2 separate regions of the Macaca mulatta genome follow, and region 2 is linked to region 1. Evidence: chromatin contacts called from public Hi-C data. All regions are on one chromosome and are shown on one strand. The core of a region is the stretch at or near the end of the contact, and the rest is flanking DNA. Distances in the headings are between cores, read along the strand shown. Region 1 holds the start of FOSL2 (FOS like 2, AP-1 transcription factor subunit). Region 2 holds the start of RBKS (ribokinase).

What was found. Hi-C and Micro-C count contacts between places; a contact is called where the count stands out from the background.
Region 2: a contact with region 1 is called in a Hi-C map of liver, with 2.7 times the contacts expected there. The contact joins the promoter of RBKS here to the promoter of FOSL2 in region 1. A contact is called at or near these places in 4 of 14 Hi-C or Micro-C datasets (CD4 T cells, fetal cortex germinal zone, fetal cortical plate and 1 more).

What each region holds. Positions count from the first base shown.
Region 1 is chr13:96,582,456-96,589,551 of T2T-MMU8v2.0, reverse strand. It overlaps FOSL2 (FOS like 2, AP-1 transcription factor subunit), which reads left to right and starts at 1,315. Exons shown (of 4, transcript NM_001260911.1): 1 at 1,315-1,839. The coding sequence starts at 1,738. LOC144333808 (a long non-coding RNA gene) reads right to left here and starts at 2,711. Exons shown (of 2, transcript XR_013402872.1): 1 at 2,560-2,711.
Region 2 is chr13:97,095,548-97,102,219 of T2T-MMU8v2.0, reverse strand. It overlaps RBKS (ribokinase), which reads right to left and starts at 4,586. Exons shown (of 7, transcript XM_077959853.1): 1 at 4,451-4,586. The coding sequence starts at 4,539. BABAM2 (BRISC and BRCA1 A complex member 2) reads left to right here and starts at 2,932. Exons shown (of 12, transcript XM_028831823.2): 1 at 2,932-2,977.

The DNA of each region.
Region 1 (7,096 bases), core at 66-2,565:
CGGAATGTCTTGCCCGGTTAATTTCATCTTCAAGGCTACTCCTAACGAATTAACTGTAGGACCGAAAACATGAAAAACAAAAATCAAAAAGGGAAGCGGTAGGCAGCCCGCCACGGAGGGAAAAATAGGCAGGCCAGCCCCGCCCGGCGCCGCGCCCCGCCAAGACCCGGCCGCAGGGCGGCGCGGGCACCCTGCGCGCCCCGGGCGCCCGCTGCACTCGGCGGCGCCGCGAAGGGCGCCTACGACCGCGCGCGGCCGCGCCCTCCCTGCGAGCGGCTCTGCGCGCCCAGCTCCCGGCCTCCCGGTGGCGCCGCACCGAACCGCCCGTCTCGCCGTCAGGGCTGTGATTATTTTCTAAAATCCGGAGTCGAGACCGCGCGGCCGCTCTCGGGGCCCCGCCCCGCGCCCCTTCCCGGGGCGGGGGAGAGGCCACAGCGCACTCGGGAGCGGGCGAGGGAATCCCTCTCCCTCCACGTCACCCGAAAGCGAGGAAACCCGCACTCGCGTCCTCTAACGCAAATGACCATCTTTGGCAACGTGCGCCAATGGAACAGACCAAGGGCGCTGGGCCCGGGGGGTGAGCGGGGGGCGGGGGAGGGCCGGGGCTGCCTCGGCGCCCCCCAACCGTGCGGGCCGCCCGCTCCCGCCCGGGCCACCGCCTGGCTTCCTCGCGCGGGGTGCGCGGCTGGCGTCAGCGCGGCCGGGAGCCGGGGCTGGGAGGGAAGAGCTGCGCCCGCCTCCTCCCCTCCTGCGCCTCTTCCTCCTCCGCGGCCTCCTCCCCCCCCGCCTCCTCGTGCGCTCCTCCCTGCAAGGTGGAGTCTGGGGTTGACGTGAGTGAATCCACATGGTACAGGGCTGGAGAATAAAGAGTGTGAGTTGAACTCGTGCCATTGTAGTGACTCATCTCGGGCAGAGCGCTAGGGCTTCGAGCGAACCAGCGAGCGAGCGAACGAGCGGCGCTCGGCGGGGACAGAAAGAGGGAGAGGGAGAGGCGCGGTCGGGCGAGGCGGGCCCGTCCGGGAGCGGGCGCCGGGGAAGGGGTGCAGGTCCGGGCGCCGGAGCGGGGAGCAGGGCCGCGTCCCTCTCAGCGCCAGCTCAGCTTGAGCCCCACGAGCCGCTGTCCCCCTGGCGCGCTCGGGGCCGCGGGACGGGCGCACGCCGCCTTCTCCCAGTCAAGTATCCGAGCCGCCCCGAAACTCCGGCGGCGAGTCGGCCACGGGAAGTTTATTCTCCGGCTCCTTTTCTGAAAGGAAGAAACAGAAGTTTCTCCCAGCGGACAGCTTTTCTTTCCGCCTTTTTGGCCCTGTCTGAAATCGGAGGGTCCCGGGGGCTGGCAGGCCAGGCTCTCTGGGCTCCTAGTCTTTTTAATTTCCAGTTTTTGATTGGGCCGTGGGTCCCGGCTGAGCTCCGGCTGCGCGCGGGGGCGGGAGGGCGCGCGCAGGGGAGGGACCGAGAGACGCGCCGACTTTTTAGAGGGAGGGACCGGGTGGACAACTGGTCCCGCGGCGTTCTCAGAGCCGGAAAGAAGTGCCGTAAGAGGCGCTCGGGGGACGCTGTTCCCGAGGTGTCGCCGCCTCCTTGTCCTCGCCCGCCGCGGTTGGGGAGAAACCCAGGAGCGAAACCCAGAGCCCGCGGCGCGGCCGGCGGACGAACGAGCGCGCAGCAGCCGGTGCGCGGCCGCGGCGAGGGCGGGGGAAGAAAAACACCCTGTTTCCCCTCCGGCCCCTACCGCGGATCATGTACCAGGATTATCCCGGGAACTTTGACACCTCGTCCCGGGGCAGCAGCGGCTCTCCTGCGCACGCCGAGTCGTACTCCAGCGGCGGCGGCGGCCAGCAGGTAGGTGCGGGCCCCGGTGCACCTGGCGGCGCGGGCGGACCCCTGCCCTCCTCTCGCCGCCACTGCCTCTTTTGCTTTCTTTTCCTTTTCTTAGCGAAAAAATACCTACGGGCCACCGTTGTTAAGTTCTGGATTTTCGTCCTCTCCTCCCCCACCACCCCCTTTTACATCAGGGGATTGGGGAGTGGGCTTGAAAAGACAACATGCCCTTTTCCTCCCACATTATATTTTACCCAGATAAACTCCTGGAATTGTAGGCCCCCTACCAGGAAGAGCCTGTTACCTCCTCCCATGAACTACTCCCCCTCCCCAGTGCCCGCCCCTCCTCGCCCCCCGCCCCGAGTCTTCTTTCTGGATGGTGGACAGACAAGAAAATCTTTGCACCCACTGGCACCTTTCGACATCCTGGGACCCTATTCTTTCAGGAAAGCCCTCTCTCTCTCCCCTCCTCGTTCTCCATCAGTCTTAGCTCCTTTCTGAAAGGGGTTGGGGATCCAGAAACATGGTTGGACTCCTTCAAGTAATCTGGAGCGAGGGCGAGGGCTGCCGCTCTGGGAATCAGGTGCGAAGGTCAGGAAGGAAGAAGCCAGCCTTGATTGGCTCATGCCGCCTGTGTGCCCAGTGCATGCCCGCCTGCCCGCCCGTCTTCTGTAAGGGTCGAGGACAGGAGGCTGCACTGCCCCGCAGGAACGAAGGAGCACCGTGAGGGTCTGGGGGTACCTGGAGCAAGGAGGCCGGCAGAGAGAAGAGGGGGTCGGGTGGGGGAAGAGACATCACACAGGCTCCTGGGTGGTTCTGGAAGCAGAAAACAACTTGTTTCTAAAGCAGCCGGACTGGTTTGCGGTGGAGGGATTGTGCGTGTGATCTCTGTGTTTATAAATACCAGGAAGGTACTGTTGTTGCGGGGCGGGGGGGGGGGGGTGCTGATGGCGTGCCTGCCCTCTGCTGCGGCTCCCCACCCGCTCTGTCTCAAGAGAGAGCTGGGTTAACGCAGGCCCAATACAACATGAAGCCCACGGTGGTCAGCATCTGTGGAGTCTAGCACAGTTGGCTGCAGCAAGGGATGCTCCATAAGGCGGTGGCCTTGGCCTCTAGAAGGGGCTGGGGTGGGCTTCCAGGGAGGGGTAGATTCAGCTGGAAAGTCTTATGGAACATGGCTCTCTTTTGGATCTGATGAGGGATCCCTTGTTCCAAAGTGATTCCCTATACCTGATGAGTCCCCAAAATGGCTTTTCTGCCTTCCCTCTGCCTCCCATGGTGCTCCTATAAGCACCCGCAGTAGAGACAGCCTGGTCTGTTCATTGAGGGTGCAGTCAATGCACCGTTCGTATTGAGCACCAAGGTGATGAGTTTTAAATCCGAAAAGTTACTGGTTATGTTTGCTTCCCAGCCCCGTTGGTGGTTTGTATTGAATGTAAACATCCTGAGGGAATAGGCTGAAGTCTGTACCCTCCGTCTCCCGTTCAACAAACCCCAAACGCCTGTCCTCCTCCCTGGAATCAGGAAGGGATCTTTTGATTTCTTCCCTGTTCTTTTCCCTAATGTGTCTTTGGCAGTTATCGTTGGAGTATTACAATCTCACTGCCTGGCTTAGCATAGACCCTGGGGCCTGCCGGGATGTCAGACCGGACATCATTGCCCCAACTGAATAATCTGTGTCACTAGGGCTTTGAGCCCAGGATGTGAGCGGAGGCAATTCCCGGTTTTGGAAGAAAATCAGACAGGAAACCAGTGCTAGGAAGAAGGAAGAGAACTCAGTCCAGCAGAGTGTAATAGGGCCTCATTACCGAAGCAAAAAGCAGCTGTTGGCTAATTCCTAGCATGCTGTAACACATGAGGATTTTGCAATTAGTAATAACCAGTGCACGGGGTTCTCACATAGACGCCTGCCCATTCGACCTGGCAGTGTGTGAGACGCCTTTCAAACCAGAGGGACTGGCAAGGTAATGCCACTTGAGACGAGGTTCTTGGCCTGTCCGCTCCTTGGTGTGGTCGTGGTTGGGTGGGGGACGAGGAGGAACGGGGTGGATTTTTCCGTCGTTGCTCCAACTGTGAACAAAATCGTTCTGTGGTCCTGAGGACTGACCTCAGAGGCTTTTGTTCCTTCACAAGTCTGTGCTATGACCTTGCCTGATCTTGGGCTCGAGGTAACTTTACTACATACTAGATAAAACCTGTAATCACTTTATTTCTCTCAGCTTCCTTTACTGGGAGACTTCCCTGGCAGTTAGTGGATGGGCCTTTCTCTTTTATGGCATATCTCAGTGGACTGATCCATATGAGACAGTTCTCTGGTTTTTCTTTGGGGAAGTGAATTTTATTTTTTTCAGGTCTCTCTTTTGGGAGTCCAATATTCCTGATCAGTTTGTTGCCAGTTCTTCAACCCAGAGCTTTCCCATCCCCTCTAGCTTCATGAAGCTGGATCTTAACACATGGCCATGAGCTCCAGTGACTTTGGGGGTGGGGGGAGCAGACTAGTCTTTGTTCCAGCCTCTGTTCTTATATATGGCAGGAACTTGAGGCATGAAAAATATTTCCTGTTCCAGTTATAGTTTTAATCTCAAAAGTTGGTCATTGGTGATTTTGTTTTGTCAGTAGTTGTTGCACACACCTCCCCTTCTTGGATTTTTCTTTTTGCTGTTGTTTTTTCTCTCCTAACTTTCCTAGGAAAACATCTCCCAGATATATGCCCTGCCTGGCTGCTTGACTATTACGGTTTCAGGGCCTGAGCATTACGCAATCCAGCCAGTTACACAAACACAGGTCATTTCATAACTTGTTTTCATCAGCTGGCCCCCTTTTAATGAAAAAAACAAAACAAAAACAAGACCTAGAACTTTTCCAAGGCTGCTATTTGTTTCTCAGATGACTTGTGAAAATAAATCAAGGGCAGTATTTCCTTTTTGGAGTTAAGGAATACCAGACTAACACTCTTCTTCCTCAACTACTCCTTCCCAAGACACACAAACACACACTTACACACACACACACACACACACACACACACACACACACACACACACACACACACACACACAATTCCCCAGAGTGAACTTTTGCCAACTGTACCAGACTGGGACATTCCTCACATCAAAGAACTTTTACCAGAAATGACTGTGATTCCCAAGCCAGCCTCAATCATACCTCTCTAGTGCCCTCTACGGGAAATTTGTAGGACAACTATCTTGGGAATGTATTTTTCTAGTCCCAGAGTGTTAAATTGGTGAGTTCGGAATTCTTAGGATGCTTTTTCTTTTTAATGAGGGACAAATAAATGCCACATATTTAACCTTGGTTAACTAGGAACTGCTTGACTTTGAGTTTCTTTTTTGTTCTGTTCTAAATAAAACCTGGTTATAAAAGGAGTGCTTTTTTCTTTTTCTATTTTGATGTCTGTCTGTTCATTAGGGTGCCTTCACAATTTGTTCAAATTCCCAAGGCGTGTTTTCTTATGTGCTTATGTTAGGAGGGGGCTTGTTCAGTTGGTGGGAATGTGGGAGGCATAGATTAAGGGTCTGGTGCTTTTTTTTCCCCCTTGATCTTACAGATGTTGCAGATTAGGATCAAACAAAATGTTATCCCAAGAATTTGTCTGTTCCGCTGATTCTTGATGGTGGAAGTCAGCTTCACTTTTTCATCAAAGGGACTGGGGTGAAATAGCAGTCATGTATTGTCTGACTGGCAGTTGAATTTTCCTATCCAAAACCCTGAGTGCATTTCCACTACCTATTTCTGCTTCTGCCTGTCTTATTATTCAAGGTGAGGGTAAAATTGGGAGACTTGTTTTTTTCTTTTCTATCTTAATACAAATACAGCAGAACTTATTCATCCAAATCACTATTGTCCCCTTCCTTGTTTTTTCCTTGAGGAGACTAAATGCTTATCCGAATGCTGTGGCTATTCTCAGACTGAGAAAGGTTTTGCAGTACCCCCTCTTTTGCAGTTGCTTTCAGCGTATTCTTTTGAAAATCCTCCCTGCTAACAAATCTTTGTCCTCTGAAGGGTGAATTTGATATTTGGAAATTACCAAAAGCCTCTTTGGAGCCAAGTCTGACATACAAGTCTAGATGATCCCGCTGAGTCCAAAGTAGGGTGGGACCCCGTGTCCTTCAGGCCTCTGGAGTCTACCTGGGAGAGCATGCCCACGACAAAAGACACCAAAGCAGGCACCTTTGCCATCAATAACTTGGATTTTTTTTTCTCATTTGTTAGATAGGAATAAAGATACTGGTTGTGAGAATTAAGGAGATGAACATTCTGGTCTATTTGTTGAAACAAAGAAAAAAATAGCATCATTACTTTGTGGGTATGTCTCATCTGTGTTGTATGTGTTGTCTTTTGGTGGCCACAGTATTTCAAAATGACAGCAACTGCCCTGACTGAGGGAAATAGATCTGTTCCAAACCCCATCTGGTAATTCTATCCCTTCTCAGCTCCCTGGGCTGGAGAGGGAAGGTGTAAGGTTTCTCCTGACACACCTGGTCTCTCAGCCCTGTCCCGTGGCAGTGACACTTTCCTAGGCTCACCTTCCTGTGGCTCTAAGGGAGGATGAGAGGACATGTCATTCCCATGGAGTGTAGCGCCTCTGGGGCGCTGTGGGGGCTCCAAAGGGGCCCACAGAATAGCGGGGTGAATTCCCCAGTGCTTTGGTGTGGCGCTTCTGGCCAAAAGGGCCCTGGCAGGGAAGCAGCTGGGGAACCTGGGCAAGGGCTGCCTTCTCTTTCTGTTTCTTTCCTTCCCTGGTTATCTTCCTCCTGGCAGGAAGCCAGGTGGAGGAGGATAGAGTAACTCTTTCAAGGGAACCCAGGAAAGCATGGAGGCTGAAGGGAGGTGGGTCGCCTAAGAGAGCGTTTATAAACTGTAAAGCTTTGGGAAATTACAACTTATTAGCAACAGTTTCCATTGTGACATAGTGGTATTTCTTCAGAGAGGAATGAAAGGTCAGAGGTCAAAGTGATGTTCAACGCAGAACCTATGAAGACTGGTTAAATTCCTTATGGAAGGCTTTGGGGAACATCCCAGGTTCAGTAAAAATACGAAGCATTTGCATTAAACTGGACCTCAGAGGGGATGTGATGGGAAGTATGAGACAGCGTGTGCCCTTATCCTTTTCTCTTCTCTGGAGCCAATCTCTAGGATGTTGGAGTTGTCCCTTTTCCATCCTGGGAATCTAAAGAAAGGGTTTTTAAAGGGAAAGAACCCAGTCCCTTCCTAGATACACTCAATCATAGCTGCTTGCCTGGCAAGGCAGGTTACA
Region 2 (6,672 bases), core at 3,337-5,836, 510 kb before region 1:
CATGAGGCAGGGATTTTTGTCTGTGTTTTCACTGCTGTATCCTCTGCACATCGGGAAGTGCCTGGCACACACTATAAATTCAATAAGTATTTCTTGAATGAATAATTGAAAAAATGGGTGATACAGGTCATAAAAAAATAAGGATTACTCATGAAAGCATGATTAACAAAGGCCTATGAGCCTAATGTCTAAAAATGTTCACACTTTTTTTTTTTGGGGGGGAAATCTGTCTTTGGAAAATCTTTGACTTTATATCCCATAAGACCAGGGTTCATTTCTTGTATCTTTGTAGTGTGTAACTTTAGAGATGAGTGTTCAAGAAGGAAGAGGATAATGAGAAAAAGTATTAAATAATTTCAATTGTTTGTCATGCTGTATGAGCTAATGATTTTTAAAAATTATTACTACATAGGACTTACTACTCATAGCTGACTGAAATTAGAAATGAAAAAACCAGTTATTCATTGATTGAATTAGCAGTGTCTGGCACACAGTAATGTAATATATAAAGTAAGTTGGGTTTGGATGCCATCCAAAAGGGCTTAGTTATTGAAGCAGTTTTATTTCTGAAGTGATACTAAAGAATAGGCATGGGTGTCCAGGTTAGTTACAGTTAAATTTAGGAATAAGGCACAGTAATAAAGATACTATCTTTAGACTTGAAAATTATAAATCCTTAGTTGTTATTCCTTATCAGTTTATAAAGTTAACAATGAATGTACAGACTACAAGCTATCAAATGTACTGTAGATGAAAAGGGCAATAAACACTAGTCAGAGTTAGAGGTAGAATGATATAATGGAAAGATAAGAATTGGGGCCAGGCACGGTGGCTCACGCCTGTAACCACTGCACTTTGGGAGGCCAAGTAGGAGGATAGCTTGAGCCCAGGAGTTTAAGACCAGCCTGCGCAATACAGCGAGAGCCCATCTTAAAAAAAAAAAAAAATAGAAAATATATATTTAAAAAAATAAAAAAGAAAGGTAAGGATTGGGAGACCTGGGTAGCAGCCTTTACTATGCCACTCACTGGCTGTGTGATTTGGAGTAAGTCATTGAAGCTTTCTTCCTTATCTCACCTGTAAAATGTGAGGATAGAATGATAGGTTCAAAGAGTCTCTGAGAACTAAGTATTGTAGGATTTTTTACTTCAAGCTTAACCACTGTGGTAGCAAAAATAACATACTCTCTGCTCCCCTATCCCAAAGGATGTCCACATCCAAATCCCCAGAATTTGTGAATATGGTGTTACATGGCAAGGGGAAATTAAGGTTCCTAATAAGCTACCATAAAATAAAGAGATTATCCTGAATTAATGTAATTAATTCCCCTAATGTAATCACAAGCATTCTTATAATGTAGAAGAGGGAGCCAGAAGACTGGGGGTCAGAGTGATGTGATGTGGGAAAGACCTGAACCACCATTGCTGGCTTTGAAGATGGAGGAAGGGGCCATGATGAACCAAGGATGTGGGCAGTCTCTGGAAGGTGGAAAAGGAAAGAAAACAGAGCCTCCTCTAGAGTCTCCAGAATGGAGCCCAGCCCTGCTGACACCTTGATTTTAGCCCAGTGAGACCCGTATTAGACTTCTGACCTCCAGAACTGTAAAAAAATAAACTTGCGTTACTTAATTATTAAGTTTGGTAATCTGTTACAGCAGCAGTAGATAATTAATATAATCATGATACTAACTGTAACTAGAAAAGTTGCACCCAAGTTTATCACAGATGTAGGGTTTTAAATGAAAATCCTATACTCTGATTTCTGTGAAGATCTTCAGAGTCATAAGTAATGAGAGACCATGAAAAGTTTGTTGAAAACCTGTGGGAATTAGTAGTGAGAGTCTATACGGGAATAAAATTTTTACTAATGATTTTACTAATGATTTTTTACTAACGATTTTACCAATCATTAGTTAAAATTTTTACTAATGATTTTACTAATGATTAGTGAATCATTAGTAAAAATTTTACTAATGATTAGATTTTTACTAATGATTCATGTGAAGAGAAGAAACTTGGATATTTTATGAAGGAAAGAATATGGGCAAGAGGAGAAATTATTCTCTGGGCTTCAGTTTATTTATCTAAAAACTGAAGGACTAGAATAAATAATTTCCAGATTTTTCTAGCTCTGAAATAAGATTTTAAAACCCTGACGGATACTAAAATGGGCTTTTGACACCACTCCCCTACCCCACTCCACAAAGTATTATAGTTATTTTTAGTATCTGATGGTCAAGCTTCACAGAAAGTTCTTAGTTTGGTAACAAGGAAATGGCTCTGAATTTTAACCCTGACACTTTTATTTAGGTAGTATGTATGAGAAAACTTAATTTTCTTTTCTTTTTTTTTTTTGTTTTGAGATGTTTTGCTCTTGTCGCCCAAGCTGGAGTGCAATGGCGCGATCTCGGCTCATTGCTAACTCCACCTCCCAGGTTCAAGCAATTCTCCTGCCTCAGCCTCCTGAGTAGCTGGGATCACAGGTGCCAGCTACCATGCCCAGCTAATTTTTATATTTTTAGTAGAGATGGGGTTTCACCATGTTGGCTGGGCTGGTCTCAAACTCCTGATCTCAGGTGATCTGCCCACCTTGGCCTCCCAAAGTGCTGGGATCACAGGTGTGAGCCACTGTGCCTGGCCCACTTTAGTTTTCTTACTCTTCTGCCACTTCACATATAAAATCACGGTAAACATTTAGCTAGGTGGATTTCGCATGGGATTACCATTTTAGATGAAGGTTTACTGAAGGTTTATTCTTTATGTAACTAAACTTTATGAATTTTTGATGAAACTTTTTCTAAAGTGAAATACATGTCCCATTTTTATACAAAATTTAACAAGTACCATATAACCTTTTATTGAAAAGAGTCATCACCAGTAAAAGCAATTGCTATATTGTGTTGTAAACACAGTGATGTTCTTTCTACACAGGTGTCTGTAATCTATGGCCTGCAGGATGTTCTTGTAAGGCTTGGGAGGTAAGAATGGTTTTTACATTTAAAAAATGTTGTTAAAAAAATGTGACCTAGACCATACATGGCTTGCAAAGTCTAAAATATTTACTATCTGGCCCTTTACAGAAAAGTTTACTGACTCTTGCTCTAGAAAAAGATGTACAGGCCTCTTCAACAAATGTCTCCAACTAGATTCAATTTTATGCTCTGTCACCAAAGGAAAGTATTTTTATTTTGGCACAGTGTCTGACAAAATAGTTCTAATATTTGTGGAAAAATAAAGGTCACTGATATTCAAAATTCTTTTATTGCTTCTTCTTGTTACATAGTCTCCTACTCACCCTCAAGTTTTCATCAGTCACTATAACTGCCTCAAGCAGCCTCTCCTCTCTACTCCCACCTTTCTAATCTCAGTGGAAATTTGGCAACACAGCTTATAAATATTTTAAGGTAAGGTTAAATTGGTTACATGAAGACCCTAGACCTATTTTTTGAGTAGAATACAGGTGGTTTGGTGCAGCAATTTGGTGACTTATTTTGATTGCCCCAAGGCTTTTTTGTTTAGTTCCACTTTCTCTAATACCCTTTGGAAAAGCAACATTTCAGGACAGATGAGGTGTTACTGTAGTATACCTGATCATTTTTATAACATAAAAGTAGCATTACATCTGAAAAGATATTCATCAAAAGACTGAACTGCAGTAATTGGAGTGGTAGGATTTTCTTGGAATATCTGAATTTATTACTACTTTTACAATGAACATACTTTACTTTTATAATCAGAAAAGCTACCTTAATTTAAAAAAAAGATAAATCAGAAGGATCTGTTTACTCAGTCTTACTGACCTAACTCAACAATTTTCATTTGCCATATTTTCTATCATAATTTGATGATAGTTTTTAGTGGTTGTAAATACTGTGTTTATGTTTTTATTTTGATTCATACCTGGCTTGCTGAAATATACGCTGTAAATATAAAATACTGCAGTAATGCCGACAATCAACATGGGGAAAGCTGACAGACTTTTTTACTTCTGCTCGACTCATTATTTTATACAATAAGCTCAGACGAGTAATATCCAAATTGGATAATGTTACGCTTGACAAAACACTTTACTTCATTTAGTCCTCACAACAACCCTGTGAGGTAGGCACATTCTCGGAGGAGGTAAAATGACGTAGGCAAAGTTCCCTGGCTCGTTTGGGGAAAGGCTCAGCAGCCGGGCCAAGAAAGGTCTTTGGGGAGCGCTTTGAGTAATATTAGAGCTTTCACTAAACCCTGGCCTCTTATGTCCCCTCCCCTGAGGTTTACCTTTACAGACTCAAATTCTTTCATGCCGGGAAGGCAGGCTGAGGGGTTCGAAAACCTGCAGCTCATACCCAAAGCTAGCACGGTCTATCCCTGGAGACCCAGCGCCCAAGAGCTCCGCTGGGCGCATAGCGCACGGCACACCTCCTCCCCCAAGCCGCAGACTCAGTAACTCGCCCCGGACTAACCTGACCAGGTCGGTCATGCAGGAGCCCACCACTACCACCGCCGCCACCTCCTCCTGCCACTGCCTCCAGGGTTCCCCAGACGCCGCCATCGCTCAAAGGTGCTGCTGTCCAACCTGGACGCTGACCTCTGCCCTTTGCCCAACCCTGTAACCAGAGACGCCGCTCCTGCCTTCCCTAACGACGCGGGCCTTTCAGACGCCTACGCGGGTCGCCCACCTGACTGCCCGAAATCACCCCGCCCACCAAGTGTCCCCTCTTCTTCCTGGAATAGTCTCCGTGCACAGCCTCACGTAACAGGGCCCTCCTGATGTGGCAAGACTCCGCGCTCCTCGCCACTCACGGGGCAGGCACTGAGGAAGGAACTGTCAGGCACCGCGGGGACGCCTTTCCGAGCGCCCGGCTCGGCGCGGCGCGGGGGCGCGCACGCCGCCCAGCTCTGGGGCCGCAGAGGGGGCGGGGCGGGACGTCCGGGGAGTGCGCACGCATCCGGCCCGCGGCGCGCGCGCAGGTCGGTGCGTCGGTCGGGGGCGCGCTCGGGTACCTGTACCCCACGTAGTCGCCGGTTACCGATCGGACTAAGTTCCAGGTACCTGGACTGGGGCTGGTGCGGGGAGGTTGGATCCCGAGTCGCACAGGTGGCGTGGAGAACCGTGGTTTAAATATGGCCAGGGGACTCGCCTCCTCTTCCTGTGGGGAAGGCCCCCCGTTCCAAAGATGCCCTTCTCATCCCCATCACGCTGATCCCCTCAAGAACGAGCCCCCAAGGCCAGATGCGTCTCTTTCTCCATGTATGGCCCATCCCCTGGTCCCTGTAAACCCCGAGTATTAGTTCCTTGTTGCCTGATGAGGGGAACCATACAGTTTGGGAGAGGGGAGAGTGTCCCTTTTAAGACGTCCCCTAGAGTGGGGTGGTCATTCTTCGGGTCTGAGCTAGCTTGTTTTTCTCGAATGTTGCCCCTTGGGGGAAATTGCTTCCCCAGTGTAACTTCCCTCGTGCGCTGTATGACGTCGACGTGACGCAGCAGGATGCCACCCCTTTCCGTTCCATGACGTCAGCAGGGCACATGTTTCCGTGTTTGTCATCTATTTTTAATTGCAAGAACCTGGATGGCGCTTTAGACGTCTTTGTAATCCCCAGGCCTCTCATCAAAGGACCTTTTGTAACTTTATTTTGGGGTAGCAGACCCTTGCAAAAATTGTAATTTTGCATTTTCCTTTTGCAATACGTCAAAATCAGGAAATACAAATTGCAGGAGAAGCATTCAGGTGACTCTGACCACCATAAATATTTGTATATCTGGGGTGTATTATAGTGCTGCCATGCGTAAGAGTTACTACCGGTGGTGACTCCCTGTCCATGTACCCAGTTTACTGCACCAAAGGACCAGTGTTTTTGGCTAAGTGACCTCTGATTTTGGAGTCATTGTATTCCAGCCTCCCTTGTTTTTTTTTTTAAGAGAAGTCACACCTCCTCGTGGTTGAAATAGATTTTAAAACTGCGTGAAACCTTGCACTGTCAAAAAATAGTATTATGGCTGCCCTAGAAATAAAGAGAATTCATCTCTAAGGTGTCATTCTAAAGTCACGACCGTTGCTGAATTAGAATGTATTGGTGTCACTTTTAGTATGGTTTGGCTTCTAGAGCAAGGTTGTTCCTTTTAACATTTGTCTAGTGAATCACTCTGAACAGGTTCAGCAGTAGCCCAGCAATAGTCCAGTGTGTTTTTAGTGGTAAAGCAATCATTTGTTTAAATTTGTTACTTTTTGTCTGTTCACATTTTATAAGATATACGCTTTAAAAAATCACCTTGATGCTTTTCTCTTTGGTGATCGAAGTTACCAATGTTTATTTGAGAGGAAGATGGGTATAGTGGACTTGGAGAAGCCGGATTCGAATTCTGATGCTCCAACTTCCAACGTTCAACAAGTTACTCTATTTTGTTGAGCTTTAATTTTCTATTTGTCAAGTTTCTTTAGCTTCCATTTGTCAAATGGGAACAATTATTGTTCTCAGGGAACAGAGTTGGGGGAAAGTAAATGAAATTACAGATAGAAAGTAATATAATGCCTGATAGTGGGTAGATAGATGTCTAGATTGTGTTGGTTCTGTTTCCTTCTTTTGTAGAAACAAGAGATAAAGTAATAATAGGTACTGTGGGAAAAAACACAGAAGAACAATTTTGTAATATAGGTGAGACCCTTTTGCTTTTTTATAACATGGG